2 separate regions of the Mus musculus genome follow, and region 1 is linked to region 2. Evidence: chromatin contacts called from public HiChIP or PLAC-seq data. All regions are on one chromosome and are shown on one strand. Each heading gives the region's core, a stretch centred on a gene start, on an enhancer-like site or on the middle of the called end of the contact. The rest is flanking DNA. Distances are from core to core; before and after follow the strand shown.

Region 1 (2,700 bases), core at 63-2,562, 220 kb before region 2:
ATCATGTAAATAGAATTAAAGGGAAAATCATATGATTATCTCAGTCGAGACAGAAAAAGCCCTTGACAAGAGAAAATCCTTTATGATGAAAGTCCTAGAAGAATATAGGGCTGGAGGAACGTGCCTCAACACAATAAAAGCCAAATATGAGAAACCCACAGACAACATCCTAAATAGAGAAAAGATTAGCGCAACCCCATTGAAATCAGGAATGAGACAAGAATTACAGTGCCAGGGAAATGTTATTGATCCCCCAAAACATAGACAGGAGTCAATCTGATGCAACTTATATCAGGGTCTTTATTTTATTTGAGCTAGCTCTCTCCCAAACACCCCCCCCCCCAATGCACTGCAGTCACACAGGATGGTTTTGGTGGTGGGAGAACCCCGAATGTCTGTGGGGCAAGGCTTTACAGTAAGCAACAGGCAAGGAGTACATGTGCAAGCGTCTAATTGGAGAACGACCGTGGTGCTGGGAGTCATATCATAAACTTAATTTCTGCTCCCCTCTGCATTGGTGGTTGTTAAGCAAGGGGTGGGCTTGTAACCTGGGGGTACTGACCTGTTGGGGGAACAACCTGGAAATGCTGATCTTGTTGGGGATTAGCCTAGAGACTAGAGCTAGGCTCAGGTTTTTTTTTTTGGGGGGGGGGGCGGGGGTGACTTGGAAACTAACGCTAGGTACCAGCCTGTTGGTTTACCTGAGTTCAGACTTAGGACAGGTTCTCTAAAATGAAGTCTGAACTTAAAAGATTTGGCTTCTCAGAATGTCCACTATCCCCACTCCTTCTCAACATTGTACTCTGAGTACCAGAAGGAGAAATGAGCTAAGAGAAGGAAATTAAAGGGTTACAGACTGAGAAAGAAGAAGCCAGGCCATCCCTACTTACAGAGAACGCAATACACATTAGAGATCCCCAAAATTCTACCAGAAAACTTATAGAAATGGTAAAAAAAAAGGATGGCTGGATCTGGATGTGGCTAATCGCTGGCTGGCCTGTAATATTGAATGCCCCATGGGCTTCCTGGAAGTCTGGGGTCAGAGTTTAAAATGTCCTGGAGGATTCTGAGATCACTTCATAGGAAAATATGAGGGTCTTGACATTTTGCAACCATTTGCTTAAGGAGAAAAATTTGTAAAGCAATTTGGGAAGTCATTCCTCTCCTGCCTGCTTGCCTGACTGGTTTTTAAAAGTGGTTGTTTCTGAAGAAATGGGGAAGTAAGCAGAGCAAAGAGCCTGGAATCTGAGCTCAGAGTCACTGAAGCCTGAAGCCTCTGCACATGACCAGTGCCTCTACAGGACCAAAGCAGCAAGTGCCTGGCAGGCCTGGCAGGAAAGAGGAAGAGGCCATGTGAGCGCCACCAGTGAGCCACAGGACCCTAGTGTGCACAGTTCTGAGAGCACACTTTAGCCTGCACCCCTCCAAGGACCCTGTGCTCTCTGATGTCCCACACCTCCCCCAAGGGCATCCTTGAGGTTGGAGGATGGTGGGTCAGGAGCAGGCATGAGGTCTGGTAGTATCACTGTCAAGGTCAGGCTGGCTCCCCTGTGGGACAAGATATCTGCCTCCCACCTCTGAGCTCGGATGGTCTGGTCTCTCTGGGTCAAGACTATTGTGAGCTTGTTTCTGTCCTCACAGTGATTTGACACAAATACTGAGGTTAGCCCCAATTCTGGTATCTATCCTCACATGAATTGCAGAGGACTGGTTACTATGGTCTGGGAGGTTTGGAAATACCTGGTATCATGGGATGACTAGTAGCCAGAGCAATCCTGAAAACAAAGACAAGCCACCGAGACCGGAGCAGCAGCTCTACAATTGGGAAGAAGGACGTAAGGCAGTGGTTCTCAGCCTATGGGTTGAGACCCCTGGGGGTGGGGTGGGGTGTGTGTGTCAAATGACCCTTTCACAGAGGTCACCTAAGACCACCAGAAAACACAGATATTTACATGAGGATTCATAACATAAGCAAAATTACAGTTATGAAGTAGCAACAAAGATTATTTTCTGGTTTGGGGTTACCACAGCATGAGGAACTGTATTAAAGGGTTGCAGCATTAGGGAGGTTGAGAACCATTGCTTGAGGCAAGGGTGGGCCAGAGGAGAAACCCCTGCAGATGGTTTCCTATGGGGGTGATATTTCACCAAAGTCCTGCTGTGTCACAGAAGGAGTTCAGGTAGAAGGCACAGTTGTCTGAGGGCTGTCTCACCCTGTCCTCCAGGTCTTCTCTCTGTCATGACAAGATCTTGTTCATAAAGGGAACCCTCTCCCTTCCCAGGGAAGACTCTGGATTTCCCAGTGGAAAGTGGGTAAAGGAACAGCTTACAGTAAGATGTACATGGTATTGCAACCCAGGGCTGCAATGCTGCCATCTAGATTGAGGGAGGCTCCAGGGCGGCATTAGCAAGTTCTCTTTGCTTAATGGATGGCATCTCTCCTTGCGGGGTGTGGTTCGTGCACTCATTTCTGGGCCGTCTTGCCAAATGAGATGATTATTTTCTGTGCCCATCCTTATTACAAAGCAGCTTTGCTGCTGTTACTTACGTGAGCTTCTTTGGATATGCTAACAATTTCCAGTAAGGGCCAAATCTCTCATCTCAAGAAACCAGTGGTGTGGGCTGGATATGACAGCTCGCTAGAACCACTGGCCAGACCAAATCCACAGCGTCCAGAACCAGGTGATCAGGACAATGAGG
Region 2 (2,700 bases), core at 47-2,546:
TTTTACAAAAAAAGGAATCCAGGCTCAAGAAATCGTGACCCAAGATCGTGTAGTTAGCAACAGTACTGAGTCTATCCCAATAATGGAGCGGCTGAGGAGTAGGGAGATGGGACAGAAAGAACCAAGAAGAAGCACCTTGTATAGGCCAGCAGTGATGAGAGCCAAGAGCACCAGGCCCCCAATGGAGCTGCCCACAATGAGTGGTACAGGATTGTGAACTTCATATGGCTCCACTTTGGTCTCTGTCTAGGGAAGAAAGAAGAGAAACAGGGTACAGCAGGAGAGGCACACCTCAAACTTCTGGAGAGTTCCCTGAGCTCAAGGGTTGACCGCTCCCAACAATCCACACCGCCAACCCCAGGCCTCACTCCTCTTCCCGCTTGCTTCTCTTGCCAGCCCAAAGATGAGATCCACCAACCCAGCTTCCTCCTCACTTCAAACAGTTCCACCCCACTCCACCCATGTCTGAGATGAGTACCTTAGACCTCACATACGACTCCTGCCCTGGAAGCAGGGCAAACGCAGAGTCATTAAACAGGATCTCAGTGCTGCTCACAAGCAGGAGGTGACCATGAGAAGTCTGTGGGGGGAAAGCAAAGTGGAAGGCAGGTCTGGGTGCTGGACTATGATGGGGCTCTACTCAGAGAGTCTCTGAACACAACATACCTTGATGTACCAGTCAAATGATAGGTTGCCCTTGAGGGTGACATTGAATATTTCCTGAGTGTTGAAGGATGGAAGGTCACACTGAATTCTCTTACAGACTGCAACAGAGCAGTTCTGGAAGAGGAAGGCCAAAGAAACAGATGACTAAGACTGAGGAAGGCCATGATGACCATGTGTGTGTGGCCTTGAGGCTGGAGCCCCGCCATGTTCTTACCAGCACTGGGGTCCTTTCAAGCTGATCCCGGAAATTGGAGTGAGGGGGGGATTTCTGCTCAGTGTGACAGGCACTTGAGAGGTTCTGAGGAAAGACAGACAGAAAAGAGAGTGCTGGGTTCCGGTCCTGCCCAGCAGGGTAACAGTCTGGACCAAAGAGAGGGTCAGAAAAGGCAAGAAACAGATCTTTACTAAGACCTGAACTTTGGGGACCCGGCTGGACTCACCTGGGAGAAGATGACCTGGGGATGATCCCATACGGTCACATTGTTGATCTGAACAGGGATCCAGAAGACTACACTGACAGGGAGGCTCCTCTGGCCCAGGTTGTTGAACTATGTCAGAAAGGAGGGAGTGAGGGCTCAAGCCTTGTGGTGTGGCTAGCTCTTGGAGTTGGCTCCTTACTTCCTCCTTCCCAGATCGCTGAAAAAAGCCTAAGCATCCTGCTCTTCAGAGAGATGGGGTATGTAAATGAACGCCAGACTGGCTCATCCTAACTTCTAGCTCTGCCACTGACCTGGTGTGAGGATTTAGACATAGTTCATGAGTCTCTCTGACCCTTAGTTTTTACATCTATAAACAAGGGACAGCAAGAGTGTTCAGGGGCCTAATAGACTCAAAGAGGAAGTGTGTGTGTGTGTGTGTGTGTGTGTGTGTGTGTGTGTGTGTGTATGCATCTGTGTGTTTGGAGGAGAGTGCATGTATACAGTGTGAGAGCATATGTGTGCATGTATGTGTGTGAGTGTGTGTATGCACATGTAGGGGAGGGATGTAGAGCAAACTTGGCACTGCACCTGACACACAGGAAACTCAGTATTCATGCTTCCTACGATCACTTTCTGCCTTCTCTTTACATCAAGTTCCCTTCTCAGCATCCTCTCAGGACCCAGGCTTGCCCTGCTCCTCACCTGGTACTGATGCTGTATGACCTTACTGGTCATCTCTGAAGCCGTGAAGTTGAGATATCTGATAGAACTCTCATCACTAAAAGGAAGAAGAGGGGGCAACAGGTGACAGAACATGAAGGTGTCCTGAGAAGGGGGCTTGAACTAAATGTACAGAGACTAGGAAGGTGGCAATGTAGCCCTCAGGGGCAATGACTGTCAGACACTGAGAGCGTGGGTTTGGACGTGCGCACGCGCACACACACACACACACACACACACACACACACCATTCCTCCACACAGGCACATGTATATACCCACAACATAAGGCAGTGTATAAACACAAAGACAAAGCTGGCGGTGACCATCCTGATGGGAGCACGGGGTAGAGCAGCACCTGGTGACAATCATGTAGATGGCGTACTTCACAGGCAGCTCCAACTGAAACTTGGTTTTGTGGGTCCTGGACATGTTGTTCTCACTGAAAGGAAAGAAGTTCTTAGCCACCTCTAAGAACTGAGAATCAGCCTTCCCATCCCCCTCCCCTGACCCTCTGCATCCAGCTGCCTCCATGTCTACTATCCTTAACCTGCTCCACCTCTCAGAGGTCGGAAAACAACGTATGGGAGTTGGTTTGCTCCATCCACCATGTGGGTTCCAGGGGTTGAACCTGGGCCATCAGACTTGACTGCCCTACCTGGTGAGTCATCTCAGCAATCTCTATCTATGCTTATTGCTGTTGTGGATGGCAGATGGGTTCATACACACCACAGCACATATGTTATAGGGTAGAGGACAACTTCGTAGTAGGTTCTCTCCTTCCACCTTTAACTTGGCTTCCAGGGACGGAATGGAAGGTATCAGTCTCCACCCACTGAGCCATCTCTCAGGCCTGCCTACACTGTTGTGAAGCCTGCCTAGATAGCTCCAAGCTC

What was found. HiChIP or PLAC-seq counts read pairs in DNA pulled down with a chosen protein or histone mark.
Region 1: a contact with region 2 is called in an H3K27ac HiChIP or PLAC-seq map of microglia, with 4 times the contacts expected there. The contact joins two enhancer-like sites. A contact is called at or near these places in 3 of 39 promoter capture datasets (embryonic stem cells and stem cell-derived epiblast-like cells), 1 of 15 datasets of contacts at CTCF or cohesin (large pre-B cells), 10 of 484 Hi-C or Micro-C datasets (B cells, Th1 cells, bone marrow-derived dendritic cells and 7 more), 4 of 115 datasets of contacts at active chromatin or transcription factors (bone marrow-derived dendritic cells, cardiomyocytes, large pre-B cells and 1 more) and 2 of 9 other capture datasets (liver and macrophages).

Annotation. Positions count from the first base shown.
Region 1 is chr7:128,331,698-128,334,397 of GRCm38.p6, reverse strand. No RefSeq gene overlaps it. Among named protein-coding and RNA genes, the nearest start is that of Gm32707, 19 kb to the left of the region's middle. Within about 2 kb of position 1,312, at least 66 of the 459 cell types and tissues checked have an H3K27ac peak or open chromatin away from gene starts, as enhancers often do. A contact at or near this core is called in B cells, bone marrow-derived macrophages and microglia, where this site is marked.
Region 2 is chr7:128,114,282-128,116,981 of GRCm38.p6, reverse strand. It overlaps Itgam (integrin alpha M), which reads right to left. Exons shown (of 30, transcript NM_001082960.1): 23 at 2,163-2,246; 24 at 1,788-1,863; 25 at 1,107-1,214; 26 at 881-964; 27 at 667-780; 28 at 479-580; 29 at 136-246. Among named protein-coding and RNA genes, the nearest start is that of Itgax, 14 kb to the left of the region's middle. Within about 2 kb of position 1,296, at least 12 of the 459 cell types and tissues checked have an H3K27ac peak or open chromatin away from gene starts, as enhancers often do. A contact at or near this core is called in B cells, bone marrow-derived macrophages and microglia, where this site is marked.